Regions from separate parts of the Anas platyrhynchos genome. Here region 1 is linked to region 2. Evidence: chromatin contacts called from public Hi-C data. All regions are on one chromosome and are shown on one strand. The core of a region is the stretch at or near the end of the contact, and the rest is flanking DNA. Distances in the headings are between cores, read along the strand shown.

Region 1 (6,575 bases), core at 550-3,049, 51 kb after region 2:
GAAAGCCCTTCCTTCCTTCTGAGTTTAATCTTTGCAAATTGAATAGAAAGATGGCTGTGTTTGTTGTATTACAAGATTGTGTTCTTGTAAACTTTAGAAAGGTAATCAATATTAAAAAATCACCAGCTAGGGCTCAAAAATATTTGCTTCTTTGACCTGGACAGTGGAAACATACGAAATTGCTAGTCTATTTCTTTTTACATCTGTTGCTGAAACAGCTGTTTTTAGTGCTCTGTGCTTACAGATCTTCAAGAATCCATCAAAGAGTGCCTGTCCAAAGCTATATGCAACAGCTTGATAGGTTATCTTTCATCTAGATGTAAAAGTACTGTTTCCTACTCTCCAAGTATGGTTGATGTCAGTACCTTTACTATTTTGGGACTCTGTTGGCAGCTCGTAATGATCTGAGTTGCATGCTAAGCTTTTATGGATTTAATGTGATGACTAATTTACATTCTTACAGTGTTAATGCAGCATCACAGTACTTGAATATTAAGAATTATTACTTTATTCAGCCAAACTAATTTTGTTTTGATAATCCTAGATACTAAGAGGCGCAAAGGGTTAGGCAGGATGTTTAAAGTGAAACCAAGGCTACTTATATTCTGAAACTGGTGTCTGTCTATGTAACTAAGGTAGACATTACTTGGAAAATTGAACATTTTTGATATCTTACATTCTTGAAGCTACACCTCTAAATAGTTCTCTCTAGCATGACAGAAAATATCTATATTACCAACTGTTCTGGGGGAAAGCCTCAAAAAGTCTATTGTCATTCAGCATTGTTATTTTGAACTCCCTAAACTGACAATGTATCTTTTTTTTGTTTGCTTGTTTATCCTCATTTTCTGTTATGCTCTCGTTCTGTCCCTAACTGAAGCAGTAGCAGAAAGGCATTCTGATAATCTGTTCATTTTCATGGTAATTTGAATTGATATCACTTACTACTATTGTGATTCCCTTTCCTAGCAGTGGTGTTAATCTGTCCACTTGGTAAGCAGGTGTTAAGCTAATAGGAAAATAAAACAGTAAAAATTAATCATTTGCTGTCAGCTTAATGAGCTGAGAGGACAAGCATTGTGCAGGAAGTGGAAGCAGAGGTAGACTACTGAGGAGGAGTTTGGAAACACTGCCCAGGCATGGAAGGATGGTGTTAGGAAGTGAAAAGTGAAAACTCACCTGGGGTTAATGCTTGCAGAGGATGCCTATGGTAATAAGAAGAGCTTTTGTTCCTATACTGGTAATAAAAAGCCACAGAAGGACCTGGGTCTAGCTCTGAGCTGTGGGTGAGGATTGAGTCAGTGGTTACTGGAGGCAATTGGGCCCATATTAAATAGTCTATGGGACCCACTGAGCTCCATCCAGTGGAGTTGAGAGAAGAGGGTCAAGTCCTAGCAAGGCTGCTGTCTGTCATCTTTAAAAGTTCACTGAGAATCAGAGGTTTCTTATAAGCTGGGGATCTTTGACATGGTCAGCCTTTGCTTGGTCAAGCAAATGTTCTGACTGCAGTTGTTAAAATGGGGTGTTATTTAACATTTTAACAATGAGTTGGAATATCTGTACAGGTACTTAAAAGGATTCAAATGGATTTAGAAAAAAATAAGAGAAAATAATTTTAAAAGAAGAAAATCAGAAATAAGGTGGGAAATAAAGAGCTAATACTTACTCAAATGCCAGGCAAAATCATAAAGTTTATTACAATTTTCTGTACTAAATTTGGATGTGTTATGAAATTGGCCAGCTCAGCTGCTTGGCACTTTGATAGCACTTGGATTAGTCATGGAGAGAAGTCAGTCTTTGGACATTATATTTCAACAGCTGGTTTATTTTGTGTGTAAGGCATTGCTATGTTTCGCTTGATGAAGAGCCCATCAGTGGAATGTTGTTACATCATGAGACATAACTTCAATTAGTACGAACTTCTAGAATGACACTTGAATTAAATATTAACATTTTCTATGGTTTGAGTAAGTAAACAAAGGACTCGGTGTTTTAATTTTTCTTCTCTGCAAGGAAGGATAAAAGGGAAACCTGTATTCTGACCATCAAAACAGCTGGGGAAAAAAAAGCTTGCCTACTTGATTATATTGATTTAGCAATGTGAGAAAGGACTTTTCTCGTTGGTGTTTTTGTCTTCTTAAATCTAAAAGTGTTAGGAAATACAACTTTGATAGCCGCCTGATTTTGCTGGAGATGGTGTACACTCCGGTATATGGGAAGAGGTCAAACTCGGAAAAGGGTCTTTCATGAGGAGAGCAAATTCTCACAAACTCATCTTTTTTTTTCCATCCAATGTGTTTAAAATTCTTAGAATAAACCCACCGCCTCTTCACAATTTGAGTTTCACTTTCTTGGCATTATGGAGTTGAAATCCTGTTAAGTCCATTGTGGTCTGTGACTTAAGTCTTTACCTGTGTAGAACAAATTGTGGGATCAAAGTCTACTGCCGGAGTAGGCAAACTCTGCCTTTCAAAAATAAATAGCTAATATGTGATCAGGGAAAAAAAAAAAAGTACAGGCTGTAAAACCAAATTGGATGAATTAGAGGGTAAACCTCTCCTGTGCTTCTCTGAGCGTGTTTAAAATATGTTAAACCCTTTCTTCATCCAGATGCTGATCTGTGGTAATGAAGTGATAGAATTAAGCCTAACTTACCTTTAAGAAGCACTACATCTTCAACTTTAACCGAAGCAGTTCATGCCTATACAGAAAAGCAACAATGCAGTTACATCAGTGCTTTGGACTTCAGTCCTAAGCCACTGCTTTGGACTTCTATTTTTGCAATCAGTTGTCTTTTTCTTGTACTGTCTTGGCTCCAGGCTCTGTGTTCTGTGGTGTTCTTCTCAGGTGTGCCCTTTTTCTTGTCCTGTTGTACATAAAATTAGAATAACAGCAGTTCCTTATTTGCTAAGTTGTGTAACCTGGTTTCCTTACTCTAACATGCAGTATTCAAATCCTGGAGGAATGGAAAGAATGGAATAAGTACAGATTGCAAGTGGATTTAAGTTGCATGTACAAAGATATAGCCTCTCTGCATTGAGGCGGTAGACGATAGAGGGGCTACAAGACTAATTTTACATAGTCAAAGAAGCTTTTATTTTGATTTGAAAATTAACAGCTATACAGTTAATAAAATGCACTGAAAAAAGTAATTTATTTTACCTATCATATAAACTTATTTTTTCATTTAACTATAAAGTTTTTTTTAATTATGCTTTTTCAGTAAAGTAATTGTGTAATGTTGAAAATATATTTAGCGAAGTTTAAGTAAAACAATATATAATGGTAAAGTTTCATTTTAGAAGCTATATGTTTAACATTTAATTTATTGGCACACTTTGGAATAATTTTTTAGGGTTTTCAGAAGTGCTTTAACACTTTATTTGTTTCTTTTCAGTCATTATTTAATCTACTGGAGTTTCGAAGACTAGTTTTGAATTTCAATCCTCCTGCAAATGCTCAAGACTTGCCTCGAAACCAAAAGGTAAAATTAGAAGCTGACTTCCCCTAGTGGTTAATAACGGCATTTCTCTATTGTAATTGATTTTTGCACTGCTCTCTAGTTCAAATTAGCACAGATGTTACAGGTGCCAATTAATATCGCTCTGAGCTTCTTATTATGGATCTTACATAAAATACTTTGGCTTTGTAGTAGAGTACCTCTCTTAACATCCTGCCCTGTAGACTGCTCAGCAAACAACTGCATAGACCAGATTCAGTGGAAGGGCTACTCTGAGCCTTGTGCAACAGCTGTGGCAGCACTGATGCTAGTGGGTGAGCATTTTTAACGTGGCAGTAGTTTGTATGAAGAAGCATGTTTTATTCTGCACCCTTCACACTGTGCAGCTGTGGGCATACTTTTTGGTTAGTCTGCATGTGTTTGATCTGTATAGGTTTTTTGGCAGCATTGTTAGTGCTGACCTGGCCCCCTCATTGCTTTTTGGGGATGTTTATTATTTGCAACTCATGATCTGAGATTAAGCTTTTGATTATTAGCTAATCTCTTCTGGCCATTTAGCAAAGTGATTGTAAGCATAAATTTTCTCATGCTCATTCTGGTATTAATATGGGGTTGTGGAACAGAGGAGTTGGCTCAGGTTTTTTGTAACCTCAGGCTAATGTGGAAGAATGGGCATGGACTGACAGACAAAACAGGCCAAGTTTTCTTCCTTCAGTAGATGCTCTCTGAGGAAAATGCATAGGAGTACACTGAATTCTGTGCTATAAAATAGTTAAAGAAATGGAAAGAGGAAGTAGCTGTATGAAATGTGAAAACACTTCATGTCCTGTTTTTTCAGGTAAACAGAGCAATGAATTCTTGCATATCCAGAAATTAGACCATTGTCCTTTACTCCTCCCTTTCATATTTTACACATGGAGTGTGTTGTCAGCCTATTTTTATTTGTTTGGCACTTCGGGCTTGACTGGAATGTTCACTAGCAAAAATGAAGCTACAATTCAAAAAAAACAAACAAACAACAACAAAAAAAATAGTGTCCATTTTCAAAACCTCTAGGTATGCACCGTTAAAGGGAAGTTGCATGTTCAATCAGAATTGTATAATCCCTTTTTCCACCTGCACAGGCATTCCCCCCACTGAAGAACAAGGTGTCACTTGTTTTCTTTAGGAAAAAAATGTTTGCAATAGATTGTGAGATGGTGTGCAAATACAGCATTGGTAGTGTTGGGAACATATCACAAGAGTGTGGCAAAATGGTGTATCTTAGTGAGGGCAGAATAAAGTCATGCTATGTTCTACCAAAGAGTTTTCCTGAAATATTTTTTAAATTATTTTTTTTTTAGATTGACTTTCTGGCCTGTGTTTCATTATTGGTTGTTTTAATAATATACTCCAGTACTCAAATTTCTTTACCGTCATTTTTGAGGACTTAAAAAGGCAGTTGGCATCAAAGAGGAGATACGAAATAGATAATGCCATTTTGTTGTCTTTGAAAAATGTCTTACCAGAGCATTGATGTTAGAAGCCATATGCGACATTAGCAATTCCAAAGTGCTATTTCTTAGAAATTCTGACCATGACAAACTAAGGCTGTGTAAATTTGTGAGACACTGGGCAAATGATAGGGAGTTGTGTAGGAACCTACTGCAAGCCTGCTAGTAAGAAACTCTGGCAGTAGTTTGTATCCTCTCCTACGTCTAAATACTGGAATGGAATTGTAAATAATTTATGCACTCATATCTCTTATCTGCAGCTCAAAAGGGATTGCATTTATGTTGAAATATGTTGTGGGTAGACGTTCAGAAAAGAGAACTCTTCATTAGTTGAAACATAGACAGTAGAAATAAACACGCATGTCCCCAAATATGGTGCTTATATTTCATTATATGATGAAGACAAGTAGAATCAAATTGATTTAAAGTTGTAATATAAACTTCCAGTTGACAAGCAAAAAAAGTCCTGGAGAAAAAATGCCCTGGAAAATGTACTTCTGTCTTCTTACTTGTTTTAAAAAATATTGTGACTCAGTGTTTTTTTTTTCCCCTCCTTTTTTTTTTTTATTTGGTGCTGATAGTGGTTTGTGTGTTTTTTTTTTTTTTCCCCACTTAATATTAAATGCTGGGTGTGACTTACATAACCTGCTAATAAAGAAAAAAATTAATAATCTCAGATTTTCAAGACCTTGGTTTACATCTTGTCATCTTGTTTTGTTTCTGTTTGATGGAAAGTAGGGTTTAATTCTAAGATTGTGACAGTGTCTTGATATAGAATTAAAGCATTTGGTTGCACTTCAGGCAATACTCCATAGTAAGATGTTTCCATCCTTTCCTATCAATATATTGAATCTAAATGCCGGTAATAATTTGACATGTAAAATTTTTCATCCAGAAGTCATTTGTATAAATTTTTTACTCAAGCAAACAAAAAAAAACATTGCCACCAGCACAAAAAAAAATGCACGCATGTTTGCCTCAGTTGACTGGACTTTGTTTTTCTTGTTTTTCAAACATTGGCATACATTTAAAATCTCAGATCGGTTTTTTCTTCTCATTTGAAATTCCTTTTCCTCGGTTGGTGTGTTACTCAGCTTCTTCCTGCGGAACAAAATATGGTTGGCTGTAGTCACTGCAGCCCCTGTGCCCTCCCAGCTCTCTTAGCTCCTGCTGCCATGCAGCTCCAGCTGTATGCAGTGAGGCCACCTGAATATTTGGTGTGGACTGGATCTTCAAGAAGCTTTTTATTATCACAAGAAAGGGGTTGCTGTATTACAGGTTAGCATGTCCTTCCCTGTGTTTCAACGTTATTGTTATGCCAGTGTCCTGGCATACTGATTGAGAATAATGAATGCTTGCTATGCATTAAACATCTAGATTGCTTTAGAAGCATTTCTTAATCATAGATTGTCCCAACATCAGAGCATTAAGAAGTTGCTTATGCAGGCAAGATGGGTGATAAAATAGAGAACATTTTAGATGATAAACTTTCTGTACAGCTTTTGTTTTAAAATTGATTTTAACTTTTTTCTCATTTCATGTAGAGTGTACTTGAATATTGAGAACCTTGTGCTGTGCTGTGGTTACTTCAGCAGTTCTTTTTGTAATAAAATGTGAGTCCT
Region 2 (5,998 bases), core at 1,561-4,060:
TGAGAGACTGTACAACGTGTTTGCCAAATGTTTAACCACTGTGTACCCTGTAAAAGATGAAGAGAAACTAGGTGGAGATGTGATGAACTTCCAGGATAGTAATATCCTGGAAGTAAAAGCCATATATAGCTATGGCTTATACTATTTAAGATATTAAAGGTGCATTAAGGTACACTGCCCTGCTTGTAACCATCAGTATAAGGAAGAGGAAGGGATAAAAAAAGAACAAATACATTTAATCTCTTGAGATTCATAAGCAAATGTGATCACGCAGCCTTCATTTTTCTGTGAAGCAAAAACTTCCCTTTACGATCACTTCTCTTTCTGTGTGCTAGCGTCATCAATAAGAGTAGCAAGAAAATGCTTGCAGCTCTGAAGTGTGACAGCTAAATGATTGCTGCAGACTAGCAATAGGAGCTCAGAATTTTAAGACTGTGGGCTCCTTGTTAAGGTGGCACACCTCAGAAACAACACGTTATGGGTACCGTGATGTCAGAGATTAGATGAAATTACATAAATAAAAAAAAATGAACAAGCCTCCTGCATGGTTTTTACTGTGCAGCAACACCGCAAGTGTGACAGCTTGTGGACCTCAAGTTGTCATGCTGAATTCTTTGCTGCACGCACCACATGAATCTGGGTTCCAATGGGATCTGAAGGCAGAAAAGGAATTAAGGACTGGATCCCTAGAAACCAAGATACCTTCTTATTTAATTTATAATGAAAATAATAACTCCTTACTATATTATAGATACTAAGGAGTACTAATGTCAAGTCAAGAGCTCTTTCTAAACAGTGGCCCTGACAAAATTGTTACTGTTTTCTGATAAAGTATAAAAGGCAATTTTGTGCTGAATATACTCGTGATACAGAACTTGTGCTGCGAACAGAGCATGAATCTCAACTCCACCTGCTTTCCAGCAACACTCTATGTACTACAGAACCATACCTTGCATGACTATAGCTCAAATTGTGTCAGCATTTCAAATCCCTGTCTCAGAAGTATATTGCTCAGCTGTGTTTTTTCTTTTTTTTTTTTTTTTTTTTTTTTTTCTTCTTCTTCTTCATAAAGGAAGTGGAGCAGGAAGGAGCCCTTAAAAGTGTTAGCTTTGTTGTTGGTTGTTTTGTCTATTTTTGAACTCAGGGTGTGTGTAGAGAAAAGGGAAGGAATTTAATGGAAATTCATACTTTGTCATTCTATCCTGGTTTGAGGTAAACTGGACAAAAAGTAAAATTTCTTTTCAACACTTTCCTTTTGGACCCATTTTATCTGTTGGGGAAGCCCTTTCCATTCAGTTAAATAAAACTCAGAAAGACACGTGCATTATTTCAAGATAAATTTTATTTTTAATGCTACATTGAAGCAAATATTTTCAAAGAATATAAGCAATACCTTTGGTGAAAACTATCTGAACATGAGTCGTGTAGCATACCCCAAAACCACAGTGTACAAGAAGCTGGAAAAGAGCATAAGAAAAAGCATGACTATTTTGGAAAAGGACAGAGAAATTGGTCTAGCACTCTAGCACAGCAGTGCAATAAATTTTTTTTTTTTTTTTTAAAAAAAAAAAAGAAAGTGATAAACTCCTGCTGTTAGCAATCTCACACGTAGCTCTCAGTCTAAGGAGAGAGAATTTCTGGCTATTCCCCGAAAAGTAATTTGCAACCCATTCCTGATCTCATTATATTATCTTCATAGTATCTTGCCTTTTTGCACAATAAACTATTTGGGAACATCAATTTTAAAAAATACATTGTATATTGCAGCATAAAAGGCAAAACCATTAAAACCGATACAATCTATGAGCACCAAACCTTAGAAGAGCAAATATTGATCAAATTGCAACATCTCCTGCTCTGAAGCTACAGTGAATTAAGGCAGTGTTTGCAGGTTGTCCTGAGTTGTGCAAAAACTGGTGTTTTTCTTGAAGACCAAGACCTTGCAGTGAAGTTATTACCTGGTAATCTCACTTCACTTGGGGGGAGGAGTTGAATTACTGAGTCGTAAAAGGCTCTGCGTGTTGAATTGCGAGTAGACACAATTCATTTCATTGCATCAGGCTTGCAGGTCTAGAGTTTGAGTTACGCAGTGTTTAGCAGCAGCATGCTGCTCCCCGGAGCTGTTCCTACAGAACAGGCTTCCCTGCTTGGGAAACCCACCTGGCACACGGCTACCATACAACCTACAGGCGATCCAGCACCTGGGGTGGGTCCTTCCCGTTACCCTGGTTCAATTCAAGTGCATCTTGAGCACACAGCAACCCAGGTGCTGCAGAGATTTGTGAGACCTTTTTTTTGGGAGGTGGGCAGCAGGCTGACTTTGCAGCTATTCCACAGCCCTGCCGGTGGCTGTGGAGCAGGCCCGAGGGCCCGTCCCTGCCGCAGCAGCAGGGCCCGGCCGGCGGGGAAGCGGCGGGGGCAGCCCCAGCCCCGCCCGGTCCCCATCCCACGGCGTCAGGGGGGGGCAGCGGGTCCGGGCGGCCCCAGCTCTCCAGGACGGGCTCTCCGTGGCTGCGAGGATGCCCGAAACTCTCGTCTTGCTCCTTCCTCGGCTGCACAGGCTGGGGGGAGAACAGGAACAGAAAATCCATCACCCACCCCTTCATAACGCCGTTCTGAAGGACCCGACCCCTTCCCCGCCTTACTGGCGGCGGAGCGGGTCATTAACACCCCCCCACCCCCATCAGGCGCACTCGGCGGCCTGCCGGGGAAGCGCCGGCAGCGGGGCCGCCCCGGGGCTCTGCAGCCCCCCGGGAGCCCCCCGGGAGCCCCCCGGGCAGCAGCCGCCGCCTCCCCCGGCCCCGGGTGTCCCCCCGGGCGCCCCTCCGGCTGCCCCGCCGGCCCCCGGGGGCTGGGCGCCGCCGCCGCCAAGATGGAGGCGGGCGGTGCGGGCAGCGCCGCCGCCCCTGCCCGCTAGGCACCGGCCGGGGAGGAAGGAGGAGGGAGGAGGGCGGCGGCGGCGGCGGGCGAGGGGTGCCCGGGCGCCGGGGCAGGTGCTCGGGGCGGCGCCGTGCCGAGGGCGGAGCCGGCGGCGCTCCCGGCAACGCCGTGCGGCGGCGGGGCCGCGGGGAGCGACAGCGGGGCCTGAGCGGATCGGCGCTGCCCCATGGCGGCCGCCCGGCTCGGCGGCCCGCCCGCCTGGCGCTGACTCGGGCTCCCCCTCCCGCCCCTCCTCCCGCCCCGCCGCCTCCTCCGGCTCCGCTCGCCCAGCCCGGGCCCGGCCCAGCCGCCTCCCGCCGAGCCCGCTGCGCAGCCGGGAGCCGCGCGGGGGCCATGACGGTGGAGCAGAACGTGCTGCAGCCCGGCCCAGCCGCCAAGGTGAGAGCACGGCTCGGCCCGGCTCGGCTCGGCTCGGCTCGGTACAGCCCGGCCCGGCTCGGAGCCGGCCGCCCTGCCCTGCCCTGCCCTGCCCGCCCGGGCCTGCGCCGGCCTCGGGGAACTTCTCCCCCCGCTCCCCGGGCCAAGGGCGAAGGGAGGGAAGGGCGCGAGGCCCGCGCCGCGGGCAGCCGGGGGGCTGCGGGGGGGGGCTGGGGGGCTGCGGGCGTGCGGGGCCCGGCCGGGCCAGCGGGGCCCAAGGGGGGCTGCGCTGCGCTGCGCTGCGCCGGCCGCTGCCCGGGCCGGGAGCTGGTGAGCAGCCAGAGCCTGCTCGAAAATGGACACCTTCGGCAGCTCCCCTCCGCCCGGGCAGGGGAAGCCGGGGCTTTAACCGCGCCGCCGCTTTCCCTGTCCCCGAAGGTGTGTGCTGCTGTCCTGGCTGCGGCACGGCGGTGCCCCCTCTTCCCTGTATGCACGCATTTTTGGCGGCACGTGATGTTTTCAGGCGATGGTGGAGGTGTTTGCACAGGCACGGGCGGTGAGGAAGTTTAATGGCAGCGGCCCGAGAGCCCTGGGTCAGCGGAGCAGCGGCGGTGCAGGTGTGAGCGGGCAGGGCGGCTCGGGAAGCCCGCTGGGAGGGACAGGCAGCTGCTGGCACCCGGCGAAGCGCTGGTTTTGTGGGACAGCAAGGGCTGAAGGACCGAGTTTTGTCTCCTCGTCAAAATCAGGCAATTTCAGTCCTTAGTCAGTCCTGATTTCGACTGATGTGCGCTGACAGACGCACGTGGCAGGCTTCTGCTGCAAGGGCCCGTGCTGTATCTTCTGTGTTTAAGCACTTTGCTTTTTGCTGGTGTTGGTCCAGCCGCTCTCCTGAGTAACCAGATCTTTTTTTCAAAGCGTTGTTGATGGTTTACTTAAATATCTCCTAATTATTGTATCAGATTTTCTGTTACATAATACTTGCTGGGCGCTTGTCAAGGCTTGGACGGTCTGTCAGCAGTGCTGAAGAAGAAATGCCACAGTTTGCAGTTAAACCATTGCTTGTAGGTCAGTAGTTCAGGAGTACTTCAGTTTCAAGACTGAGTTTACGGAGCGGTTGGGGATTGAATCTTACAGGTCACCTGGTAATCCGTACCGGAGCAAAGAACTGAAGTCAGTTTGAGACTTCCAACATTGAAATTTCTCCGTGCACGATGATTACTTCTCTAAGTACCCCCAGAAATTGTATAGCATGGCAAACTTCTTTCGTGCTAGGGATTTGTTTCCACTGAATCATCTGATTGTTTTATTATCTGAAACTTCTTATTATCTACTTTATCCTTAATTGCATGCTGGAGGAGGGGGAAACAACCTTGAGAACGTTTTACAAAAAATGCTATTAGACTCCAAAGTAAGTGTCATGTTGCATAGTGAGGCTAACAAATAGCTAACTAGCTGACAAACTTCGACGTTGTTCAGCTTATTTTCATTAAAAAAGATCTTGAAAGCACAGTGGACTGAGGCATGGTTGGAGAGATTGCCATGCCACTAGCTCATCTTCTTCCCTCAAAAGAAGAAAATCCCATGCTCTACAAATAAAGAGAGTTTGTTCTGCAGACCTCAAAGTTTGTCATGATTGTTTTCTGTTAGCGTGAAGAAACCACACGCAAACAGAAATATATTGGATTTCTAAGAGATGTCTGAGTCACCAGCATACCTTATTCAGAGCTGTGGTTCCCAACATTGTTCATCAGATGTTGTCTTTCTGTCATACAGGAAGTATGTGTCAAGCTTCAACAGCACTGGGCGAAGCAGATTTTTGTTAGTAAGTGCTCTAACTACAAACAGCCCCCCTCCCGCTGAAGCTATCTTCAGTTCGTAGTTAAAGAATCCGGACCAGTTCAAAAGACATTCTTTCTTTTATGTTTAGTGGTCATCTTGACTCCTCGTTAAAGCTAGCCATTTATCTCCTGAAGCAAGTTAGTCACGATGCTCTCATTGCTCTGACTCTTGTGCGGTTCTGTAATGTTGTAGGGGACTTGTAGGCTATCGGTAACCTTTCTGTTGAGCCCAGGGTGCTTGAGCGCAGTTACAGGCTGACGCCCTTGCTGTGCCCCTTTGCCAAGTCCGTGCCCTTTAGACAGAGGGCGGGGGGAAGGTGACTTTCTAGTAACTGGAAGAAAGCAGTGTGGAGAGGTCATACGTGTTTCAGCCCGAACTCGTAATCACTGTGACAGCCAGCTCGTAACAACAGACTGCAGAAACTGGGGTGAATGGTAGCAGGCCCCTGAGCAATGTGTGTTATCGAGTGCCAGTGCCTTAGGAGGAAGACTGAGTGCTGGCTGGTGCGTGGATTCCAGGCCTGTTCTCTCTGTCCTTTCGTTTCCCACACCCACTGTTATTTCAGACCTGTGATTCAGCACTATATTGGCAGTCTAATCACAGGAGTAGTGGAATAAAGTTAGGTGTATCAGCTCAGCTTTTTTTTTTTTTAAAGAAGCACAAGCCTTTGAGGATATTTAGCACTAGAAATAACGCATGGCATTAAGCAAAGTCTAACACTGTTCACTTTCTCTCTTCTTTGGTCTTTTTTTTTTGGGGGGGGAGGGGGTATTACAGAGAAAACTCTGTTAGCTGGCAGGTGCCTTTCTGCTTTGCATAACCTGTATATTTGATGTGCTTATTGAAAGACTGTTAGTAATAT

What was found. A called contact is a pair of places that touch in the nucleus more often than the background predicts.
Region 1: a Hi-C map of liver shows a contact between it and region 2, with 3 times the contacts expected there. The contact joins the enhancer-like site here to the promoter of USP25 in region 2. A contact is called at or near these places in 2 of 8 Hi-C or Micro-C datasets (liver and skeletal muscle).

What each region holds. Positions count from the first base shown.
Region 1 is chr1:103,816,107-103,822,681 of IASCAAS_PekinDuck_T2T, forward strand. USP25 (ubiquitin specific peptidase 25) reads left to right here. Exons shown (of 26, transcript XM_027449278.3): 6 at 3,398-3,484. Among named protein-coding and RNA genes, the nearest start is that of USP25, 52 kb to the left of the region's middle. Within about 2 kb of position 1,800, at least 1 of the 8 cell types and tissues checked has an H3K27ac peak or open chromatin away from gene starts, as enhancers often do.
Region 2 is chr1:103,764,402-103,770,399 of IASCAAS_PekinDuck_T2T, forward strand. USP25 (ubiquitin specific peptidase 25) reads left to right here and starts at 2,811. Exons shown (of 26, transcript XM_027449278.3): 1 at 2,811-3,318. The coding sequence starts at 3,274.